Regions from separate parts of the Capsicum annuum genome. Here region 1 is linked to region 2. Evidence: chromatin contacts called from public Hi-C data. All regions are on one chromosome and are shown on one strand. The core of a region is the stretch at or near the end of the contact, and the rest is flanking DNA. Distances in the headings are between cores, read along the strand shown. Region 1 has its middle 9.3 kb from the start of LOC107864053. Region 2 holds the start of LOC107864054 (sucrose synthase 2).

The links. Hi-C and Micro-C count contacts between places; a contact is called where the count stands out from the background.
Region 1: a Hi-C map of placenta shows a contact between it and region 2, with 2.2 times the contacts expected there. The contact joins the enhancer-like site here to the promoter of LOC107864054 in region 2. A contact is called at or near these places in 3 of 5 Hi-C or Micro-C datasets (leaf and placenta).

Annotation. Positions count from the first base shown.
Region 1 is chr3:27,536,859-27,542,749 of UCD10Xv1.1, reverse strand. No RefSeq gene overlaps it. Among protein-coding and RNA genes, the nearest start is that of LOC107864053, 9.3 kb to the right of the region's middle. Within about 2 kb of position 1,894, at least 5 of the 5 cell types and tissues checked have an H3K27ac peak or open chromatin away from gene starts, as enhancers often do. A contact at or near this core is called in leaf, where this site is marked.
Region 2 is chr3:27,474,607-27,480,459 of UCD10Xv1.1, reverse strand. It overlaps LOC107864054 (sucrose synthase 2), which reads right to left and starts at 3,129. Exons shown (of 15, transcript XM_016710308.2): 1 at 2,435-3,129; 2 at 1,637-1,769; 3 at 256-407; 4 at 1-157. The coding sequence starts at 2,532.

The sequences.
Region 1 (5,891 bases), core at 645-3,144, 64 kb before region 2:
AATGATGTAGTTATCGAAACTCCAACACGATATCTCTAACTAAGGTACATATCACTCCGTCACGACTGTATTATTGATAGGAATATATAGTTAGTGATGAGGTTGTCCATGATGCTAACTTTTCAATCTTGAGGCCATACCCTCTCTTTGAATAGTAACTTTGACAAGTTTGCAGGAAAATAAATCCAATGAGAGAAGGAAAAGAGAGAGGATAAAGTAGACTTTTATGAGAAACTGCACATGAAATGGAGCTTTTAGCATGTGTAAAGAGATCAGTATACTCAGAAGAAGCACATGCTCATATGACAAACATGCTTCTAAGTTCTAACTTCTCCTCTGGACCCCTATAGGCCTTATTTTTGCTTTTTCCTGACTACAATTTACATTTTTCATGGCTCTCTTTCCCTTATAGTTTTGTATTAACTAGTTCCTTGTGAGATTAACGTGGTTGTGTTTAACTGGATATGAGATTTAACATTAATTTTTAAAGTTTATGATCTAAGATAAGTAGCAGTAAATACTTGTGCAAGTCGCAAAGCTACTAAATAGTTTATTTGTTTTTTAAACTTGACATAAAATTTAAAAAAAAAAAAAAATTTACACTTGCGGATTAAAATATATTTTTAAATATTTATAAGGCTATAAAATAATTCATTAAATCAAAAAAAAATTCAAAATTAAATTATTTCTAAACTCAAAAAGTAACATTCTTATAAATTAAAATGAAGAGAGTACTCTATTATATCCCCACCCTAGAGGATACATAAAAATTAATACATAATTTAGAAAAGCGCTCTTAAAATAAAAAAGATAGTTACTATTTTAATTTTTTAGATGAAATCTTAAAATATTATTGATGATATATTTGTTTAAACCTCTCAAACACTCATATCCCTATATGTTGGATCTGTCATTGGCCCACCTCCCTACTCCAAGTAGTGGCCTTATTTTAATGTACTGGAACATTGTGGATGATGTTGTTGGTAGTATTTAATAATGGGCACTTCTCAGCCAATCCGCAGCGTCCATTGCGCTGCTTTTCATTCTTCCGCATCTTTTTACCTGTCAGACTATTGACTACTCCTTCCTCTTACAACAAAGGATCATTCCACCACCTCATTAAGGGTTCGTTTGATAGAATGTATAAGAATAATATAAAATATAATATAATAATAATATTTATATTAATTATACTTGTATTAACTATATTTGTATTTTTATTATGTAACGTTTAGTTTAATGTATTAAAAATAATATAAATTATATAATTTCTAAAATATTAAATTTTTTTACATAATACCTTCAATATATATGTTGGAAAGAATGCGAATTTTTTTTTGAGAAGGTAATAGTGTCTTTAAGCATGTTAATGCATACATTAGATCCATTGTATTGCTAATGCCATGAATTTTGAGGTATTAATAATACACACCTCAATAAATAATAGAGTGTATAACTAATGTAAAAAGATATACCAAACAAGGCATTACTAATACACGTTAAATTAATGCATGCATTAACATTCCAATACGCTCTATCAAACGATTCCTAAATATTTTCGGCATAATCCATCGACACATACCTAAAGTTTGCACGATCTTTTACTTTAACAGTTAAATTAGACGTTCTCATTTTTGGTACCTCAACTAGTATCTAAGTGTGTCATTTTAACACTTTTTGTTGAATCAACAAACATATATAATGTGAGTGTATTACACCCGTCGATAACGTGTAAAATGACGAATTATATGATAACATGTGTCATTTTCTCAAAAAAAAAAAAAATTAAATAATTAATTTAAATTAAGAAAAAAATAATTAATACATACCCCCACCCCACCCTAAGGTTATCTTCTCAATACCCCACCCCCAAATTAGTCTTTGCAATACCTCCATCCCAACCCCCCACAGATCATCTTATTCAATACTCCTTGCCCTCTCCCTCTCCCACCCACCCACCCCACCCCACCCCACAAATTCAATCCTCTTCAAAATTATTATGTTGCAATATCGATCCCCCCCACCCTACCCCACCCTAACCGATCCAATTCCGAAATTATTTTCTGCAATACCCCCAAAATTATCCTTAGATAGTGTGCCCATACAGACATACACTTTTTTTTTCTCTTTGTGATGATCCAAGTGTACAAAAATGAATTCTTTAATCAAATTGAGGCAAAATATAGTTGAAAAAATAATTTTTTTAATCAAATTGAGAGATACACACCATAAATTAGCTGAAATCATTATCACCATCATCCATTGATGGAATTAATTTTTTAACCCAAATTCAAATTTTCAAGTAATGATAATTTTTGGCCTATTTCGAAGTGTGTGTGTGAGAATTCCAACAATAATACAAGTGTGTGTGAGAGAGAATTTCATTAGTAATGTGAATTTCACCAGCTGAAATGATCACCATTGCCTTCAAGTAATGCAATTTGGTTGGTTGTCTTGTTACATATGGAGTAATGCAATTTGGTTGATTGACTTTTTTTTAGTGTTGTTCTCGTTTTTATGAGTTTTATGAAGAATTTTTCATGTTTCTCTAACAGAAGGTAAAAAATGGTGAAAAGTTATTGATATTAAGAGTGGGGGGAAAGGAAAAAGAAAGATAAAAAAAATAGTGAAAAGCCATGAGAGAAAGAGTGAGGCAGAAGGAGAAAGAAAGATGAAAAAAATAGAAAAATACCCCTCAGACACGCTCAAAATGTGTGTAGCACACGCGCCATGATGACTCAACAAAAAGTGTCAAAATAACACTTGGCTACTAGTTGAGGTACCAAAAATAAACAACATGTAGTATAGGAGGCAAAGTTAAAGATAGTGCAAATTTTAGGTATTTGTCGATAGGTTCCGCCTCAATTATTTTAGGCCAAACTCATCGATAGGACCTAAAACTTGTTCCGAAAATTCAGTTAGACCCCTAAACTAAGACTTGTACCTATCAGACCCCTAAATCCCTGAATTTTGTTTCAATTGAACATTTTTTACCTACATGACACACTGCGTGTCAAGCACTTGCGGGAGGCGCATGAGAAGTATTTTTTTAACTAAATCTCGAATAAAATGGTGCCAAGTGGCACTGTAAGCCCCCAAAAATTATTAATGAAACAAAATTAAAAGAAACAAAAGAAAAAACTCATTTTTTTCTCCAACTTCATCTTCTTCATTTTTTTTTTCCTTAAACTTAAATTTGTTCATTTGAGCTTCAAGGTTCCATTACAGTAATGCCTTCATCCTTGACAAAAACAATTACGATGGTGAAATTAAAAGTTTCTCATTCAATTGAAAACCCCAAAGTAAACTTGAAGAGTGATATATTTGCCTTTATTTTCATGAAAACCACATGAGTCCGTGGCTGAATTTCTTCAATTCAAAATAAAATAACTTGTGTCCATGACTGAATTCGATTTAAAATCTCTACTGGCAAAAATTCCAAACTCGATGTTTTTGTTGCTGTCCAAATCTTGTTAAAATATTTTGAATTATTAATATAGTGGCTAAAATATTACTTCTTGAAATTTCAATGGTATTTGACAATGAAGAATATAATTTAATTTTTAATTTATTGTCTTAGTCTGATCATCGGAAAAAATGAAGAAAAAAAATAAAAATGAAGTTGTATGTGAAGACAAAGAGGGAAGGGGATGAAGACGACGGGGTGGGGGGTGGGGGTGAAGACAATAACCGTATGTGTGAAGACGATGGGGGTGGGGTGGGGGAGGGTGTGGTAAAGGTGATGTATATGTGTGTGAGGGAAGACGGCGGAGGAGGTGGTGTGGGGTGAAGAAAATGAAAGACGATGGAGGGGGGTGGGGTGGGGTGAAGAAGATGACGATTGGGGGGGGGGGGTGGATTTTAAAAAAAAAAAAAAATAAAAAAAGTATATTAGATAGGGAATTGAGTAGAAAAAAAAAAACAACAATTCTACATATATTTTTTTTGCCACGTATTTTTTTTATCGGACATTTTTGCGATGTCACACGAGTGTAACACACTCTTTATATACATTTCGTTGATTGTGTAAAAAATGCCCAGTCAAAATAAAATTAAGGGGGTTTAAGGGTTTGATAGGTACAAGTCTTAGTTTAGGGGTCTAAGTGAATTGTAGGGACAAGTTTGAGGTCTTATTGATGGATTTGACCATTATTTTATATGGTATACATCTTTTTTTAATGATAATTTTACTCATTAAAAATAAAATAAATAAGAAAAAAATCATCTAGTACTGTTACTTCCGTTGTAATTTGGATTTGATTATCTGTAATTTTATCAATTTTATACTGTTGCTTCCGTTGTAATTTGGATTTGATTATCTGTAATTTTATCAATTTTACTGATCACTGCATAACAGTTATGGACAAATATACTATTTTCACATATTATATTGTGTCGTGTGCTATGTTGTTAGTTTAGATACAATATTTATTTTAATTGTTTTTTAAATTTTATTATATTGTATCGTTAAGTAACGTTGAAAATTTTCATTTTGTGTAACACTTATTCTGGTGCGATCGTGTCCTTACATTATTCTTTTCCTCGTTTTGTCTTTACTTATTATTTAATAATTTTATTTTACCTTTTATTCTATCTTTTTAATAAGGGAAAAGGGTCAAATATGCCCTTAAACTTGGAAAAATGTTCAAATATATCCTCCATTAAAAGTTTAGCTCATCGATGACCTTGCAGTCAAAGTCTTGGACCGTATATATATCTCTGTTGCCAAGTTTTGGGTCATATATACCCCCATTGTCAAATTTTTGGTCATATATACCCTTGTTGCCATTAATTATTTTGCTAAAAATTTTCAACCTTTTGTTTTAGAAATCATATTTTTTACATCACTTTTTAATTGACACATCACATATAATTAAACCTACCCCTTTTCTACACATTAATCATCCGTCAAATGTTTTTATCTACCTCACAAACTCTTTAGATTTTTTTTTTAATTTGCCGAAATTTCTTTGTAGTGTTTTTCAATTCTTGCATAACCCCAAGAATCATCAAATAAAAAAATGAAAAAATTCAAAAATACCCCATAAAAACTCAATGCACAATTGTGACGAAAATCAAGAATTAAAGTTCTTATCAACTGCAAATTATTTTAGTATCATATCAACCAACTCCATCTTTCGCACCACCGTCAATTCTAACATAAAAAATAAGAAGAATAAGGAAACCCCAAGTGAGAAATTGGGATGTAGAAGTGTAAAAAAGGCAGTCCATATAGAGACTGCAAAAACAAGTTGTCAATTAAGAGGATATCTTTTATACGTACGTACGTACGTATGTATATATGTATGTATGTATGCATGCATGTATGTATGTATGTATGTATGTATGTATGTATGCATGCATGTATGTATGTATGAGAGAAACGGTTACGCAAGAATTTAAAAATACAACAAAAGGGTTTCAACAAATTAGAGAAAATCCAAAGAGATTGTGAGGTAAATAAGAGCATTTGACTGTCGTTTAATTTGTAGAAGAAGAAGTGAATTTAATTATATGTGATGTGGCAATAAAAAAATAATGTGACAAATATAATTTTGTAAGAAAAAAAAGGAAAAGAGGATTGGAAAATTCCAACAAAGCAATTAACGACAATAGGGGTATATATGATCCAAAACTTGGCAACAGGGGTATATCTGGCCCAAAATATGACAACAGGGGTATATATGAACCAAAACTTGGACGACAAGGGCATTAGCGAGCTAAACTTAACGGAAGCTACTCCTGTATATATGAATATTTTCGCAAAGTTTAGGGACATATTTAACCCTTTTCCCTTCTAATAATATCCCTATCTTGTATCCTACTTTTTCTCACATGTTTATCTTTTAAATTATTGATGTGTGACATTACGATGACGAGAAAAATACAAC
Region 2 (5,853 bases), core at 1,880-4,379:
TAACGGGTCCAGAGAATCTTTGTTGCGGAACATAATTGAGGACAAATGACGATTGAGGAATTGGACTCCATTGCCAATGGATGATGAGCGTGATGGACGAGGAACTGATGCATTAAATGGCTCAAAATCCAGCTCAAGCACAAAGGGATCATTACTCCTAGCATACATTTGAAATCAAAAAATCTTGTAAAGATATTCAACTTCTCTAGGTCTTGATGTTTAGTGTTTGCAATAGAGATGAAGAAAGTAACTTACTGTCCATCCACAAGTTCTTCCTTGAAACAAAGATATTCAGGAATTGTCAATTGCTCAACACTCAGATCATATACATTAACACGAACATATTCCCAAACACCTGGCCTTGGACGAACTGCTAATGCAACAAATGGCGGGAGCACAATGGCTTCCTATTTTGACAACAAAGCAAAAACATTAACAGAATACAACCTACTTGTCAGCAAAACAAACACGAAATGCAGTCAGAGACCAGTAAATCTCCAGAGTGAAACAACCGTGTAACCTATTAAAAAATGAAATATCAAAAGCTGCTCCGATATTAAGCAACATATTCAAACATCAAAACGAGTGCGTATTAGTCACATGAAGAAGTGGAAGCATAGAGACAGAGGCAGGTACAACCTACTGGTTATTGAGTTCAAATGAATCCAGTATTTTCATCATGGAGCTTAACTTTATATGTAGAAATTTGCAAATATGTTAGATAAATATTAAAGCATGACCCCATAATTACAAAAGTGAATTGGATTCAAGGACAGGATTTAAAGGATGAACTCCCCCACTGCATGTTAAAGGTATGATCAACAACAACAACAAACCCAGTGTATTCCCACGTAGTGGGGTCTGGAGAGGGTAAAATGTACGCAGTCCATACCACTACCTCCGAAGAAGTAGAGAGGTCGTATCCGATAGACCCCTGGCTCAAGACAAAGGACAGTAAACAAAGTCGTAATAAAACATGAAACAAGATGGAATATCAGAAATCCAAATAGCTGATTCCTTAAAAGAGAAAATGAACACCAGCTTTTACATCTTATTTCTTCATATCTTGAGCAGAACACCAGCTTTTACATCTTATTTCTTCATATCTTGGGCAGACTCTTCAAATGCTCTTTTCATACATAATAAAACAGTTCTCTTTTATTGATAACTGTGGGTGTCCGTACTAACTTGCAGGCACCTCGACTAATTCCATGCCTGTTACCTCCCACCAGCAACATCCTATCACCTCCCACCAGCAACAGGTACCAAGTAACTCTGTCCCTCAAGGCTATAACATATGGAAAGAAATCTCCTAGTGTTTTGTCTCTGCTGGAATAATTTGAAACTGAGACCTTATGTCTCTCAACCCACTTCCTTGACCACTACACCACACTCGAGCGCATAAAGAAGTTTTTATCGATAAACGAAGGATCTTTTAAGTGCATTTCCAGTTTGTTTTTTTTAGAAAAAAAAAGATCACTCTCATTAAGGCGACAAACAGACATGAGACAACAATTACATTTCATCCTCAATTTTCTTGAAAGACACACACACAAACACAAACACAGAAAACAAAACAAGAAAAAAAAAAAAAAAAACTTGTCTTATGTTTAATGGCCTGGATTGGTGAATGTACCTGAGTAGCTTTCAAGATTTCACAAAAGGGACCTTCTTGGAGCTTCACACAAGCAGTATCATCACATACAGCATTGTTGAACTCATCAATTAAGTGGTGAGGTTGCAATATCCCCTTCCCCTGTGCTACGTATCTTGAAAGAAACAAACACACACACACACACACATAGATAAATCACTAAAACTGGATAAACAAACAAACAAACCAAAAAACAAAAATCAGCAGTATATTAATCCTGAGCTATAAATCACCGAATCATTCGATCAACATAAACTAGACGAGGTCAAGATTTGTAGTAAGCTTATTTTTGCCAAGCTCACATCTTATATACTAGTTGAACCCATTCAAAATAAACCAAAATTAAGCTTTTGATATGTTTTGGCCACAAAAAAAGAATCAGAGTCAGGTGTAAGGCATAATATGATCAATCAATCAAGTAATTAAAAGTGCGATGTCTCGAATGTAGCTAACAAATTACAAGTTCAACATCTAATACGGAGCTTATATACATGAAAAAAAAATCAGTAAGATTTCAAAAAATATAACATCTTGAACTCATAATTCAAAAAAAAGTAAATGATTAAAGTGGAACACAAATCACGTGTTAGATTTCATAACAGTGTCTCAAATAGTTATTATCTGTACAAAAAAAATGACTTTCTGAATAATAATCTAACTCCAAATCATGCTCTATCAAAACCAAGATAATTTAACCAGAGCATGTAAAACAAAGGAAAATAGTTGAATTAAATTATGAGTTGATCTATCATGATCAAAGACAAAACATTTATGTTGTACCTAGAAAGGAGAGCCACTAGTTGATTACGATGAGCAGAGAGAGTATCCTCAACTCTCTCCCTCATGCTAGGTACTCTTGTGAACTTGGGATTAGACATTTTCAACCAACAATTCTAACCAAAAATTAAAATAAAAAAATAAAAAAATACAGAACAGCCTTGTAGAAATGTAAAGATGATATTGTATGAGTTCAATTAGGAGGATGAGACCTTGTAGAAATATATAGAGGTTTCTTAGCAGTATATAAGAGAAAATGGGTACATATTATTATCTGTATTCTGAAATAAATAGTATATTAGTCAGTAGTAGAAAAATGTGTGCAGATTAAAGACACACAACAGAGAAAAAGATGGCGGCTTACTGTCTATACCGTTTCAGACTAAAGGGTGTTTGGTATTGCGGGATGCGGGAGACAAAAGTCACTTCGGATGGGATAATAATATAAAATTAATTTTATCTCATGTATAGTCTAATATATAGTACTATTAACTAATTTTGTAATTATTTGTACTATCAAATTAGTGAGATGAATATTAGTACATACTAAGGGTGAATTTAAATAATTTCATATGATATTTCAATTTATAAAATATCCCTACTTATCTCATTTTTATATAAGAAACTAATAGAACATCAATTAGGAACAGGATACAGGGATTAGTCAGTGGTAACTCAACAACTAATTGTCTAATTCCATCATTTAATACAAATAATGAGATAAATAGTTTAAAAATTAACACTAATTACATGCAGATGTGAAATTACTATTTCATATTAGCAGTGATAGAATCAAAATTTTCTTAAAAAGGATTTAAAATTTTTAATGTACACATACAAATTAATCGAAGGAAATTTAATATTTATTATATATACATAAAAATAGCTTTAATCACACATAATAGGATACTTTCTTCGTTTAAAAAAGAATGAACTATTTTAACTTACATAAAATTTAAGAAAATAAATAAAACTTTTAAATTTTATGGGCTTAAATTAAAGTTGTGTCAAATGTATTAAAATGTTCTTTAATTTTGTGACTTTAAATATGTCACGTAAATAATTGAAATTAAAATATTATTAAAAAAAAATAATTCTTTTTTAAAATAGATTAAAAAAATCGGATCTACGCGCATGCGGACTAAGTGACTCTAGTCATAAACCTCGTCCCATGGGACCCATGCAGCCCATTGTAATACTGCATTAGTGTAAGAATATGATTGTTTGATGCATTCGTGTAAGGATATGATTGTTTGCTCCATCCCACAGGACCCACACTAATAGTTGATAATATTAAATCTTTTAATATAGAAATAAAACTAATTAATTTTTATAAATTTGAAAAATTCAAAGAGGTATTTAAATATGAATAAAATTAATTTAGTTTTATTTGTAAAGAAAAATAAAAGTAACTTTTTTTGAAGTATCCCTAAAAAGAACGAATTATTTTTCTTTTTGTTTTAAAAAGAATGATTTTTTTCTTTTGATAATATTTTAATTTTAACTTTTCATATAATATATTTGAGATCATAAAATTAAAAGACATTTTGATATATTTGATAAAATTTTAATTCAAAATCATAAAATTTAAAAATCTTATCTATTTTTTCTAAATTCCACGCTGAATTAAAAAAAAATTATTTATTTATTTTAAATGGAGGAACATATGATGAAAAAACATGATACGTAAACAAAGAGTAGAAATGTTGGAAGGAAAATGGAGACCCCTCCTACCATGCTAATGCTATCCAATCTAGTATCGGATTCAAAATTAAGAAATCATGAGTGCTCGAAAGATTTGAATACATATATTAATGTATAAAGTTATAAAATTTCGTTTACAAATTAAAGCACTCAATTATTTTCTTAATTTATTAAGTACTTTTTTAATTTTTATACCACATTTGATATCTTTTTATATAATTATATTTAGCTTGTATTGACTTTTATAGGCGTCAAAGTACCAAAACATAGGCTAGAAAAATGATTTACGTCTCTTAGGATTATCCAAATTTATGGGTGCGGATGTGATATGTCGACTCTGTAACCAGTTGAATTATCCAAAAGATTATATTATATTTAATTAGTTATAATAAGTGAAATTAATACTCTGAAGGCTCGTTTGGTACGAGTAGTTTCAAAATTGATTTTAAGATGAATTCATCTCATATTTAATTGAAATAAGATTATCGAATAATTTATTCTATGACTAATTATCTCAATCTTATGAGATTATTTTGATCTTACTTTATGAAATAACAATCCAAGAATAATTAATTTCAAAATAAATTACCTCAAGATAACTTATTTTCTAACGAAACGAGCCCCGAAATAAATATTATGCAATGTCGTATTCATAAGTTAAATTTAATTTTATTTTCACAACGAAGAAATAAATGCATAGATTTTATCTCATGTGGAAACAATTTTAGTTATATGAAATATGAACTTATTGTTATGCAAGTAATTCATCTGTTTTATGTGATAAAATTTTATTAGACACAATTCTTAAGATTCTAATTTGATATTTGTATTCTACCTTAAGTGAAAATACTGAAAATATTAAAGTAAAATAGTTTAGCAAATTTTTAATAATCTATTGAAAATAACCTCATTCTTTATTCATAAAAATTAGAGGAATTTTATGTACATTTGATCCTGATCTCCGGATCTCACCATATAGGATCATACTGGATGGATTGATTGTTGCTATTGGTTTTGAGACTCTGCAGTTTGCATCATGTTATAGAAATTGAAACAATGACAATTGACTGACAAATGTTGATGTACCATTGCCATTTGGCTTCTAGATATTGTTTCATATTTTCTTCCCTTATCTACTGTTCAAACAAATACCACTAGTATTGATTTTCGTGGTTTGAAAGAATTCAATGTGCTGTCGTTGTCTCAGCTCAAAATGGTGGCAAGTGTAACGTGACATGTGTCCATCCCCGAAATTTTAGGCAAATTAAAATACTCTCTCGATTGCCTTTCATAGGACACAAAATTTAAAAAATAAGTAATAATTTTATAAAGTTTATAATATTGTGTTGGATGTATGATCTTACTAGAGGGGATAGAGTTAGGAATGAAACAGTCTGAGAGAAGGTGGGAATGGCTTCCGTGGAGGATAAAATACGGGAAGAAAGGTTGAGATGGTTTGGACATATGATGAGGAGGGATACGGATGCCTCAATCCGCAGGTGTGAGAGGATAATGTTGGAGGGTTTCAGGAGGAGGAGAGGTAGGCTGAAGAAGTACTGGAGGGAAGTGATTAGACATGATATGGAGCAGCTGCAGCTTACCGAGGATATGACCCTAGATAGGAAGGCGTGGAGGTTGCGGATAAGGGTAGAAGGCTAGGATGAGTGCGTGAGTTGTAGCAAGTAGGTAGGAGCCACTAGTCAGGAGGGCCCAGGTGT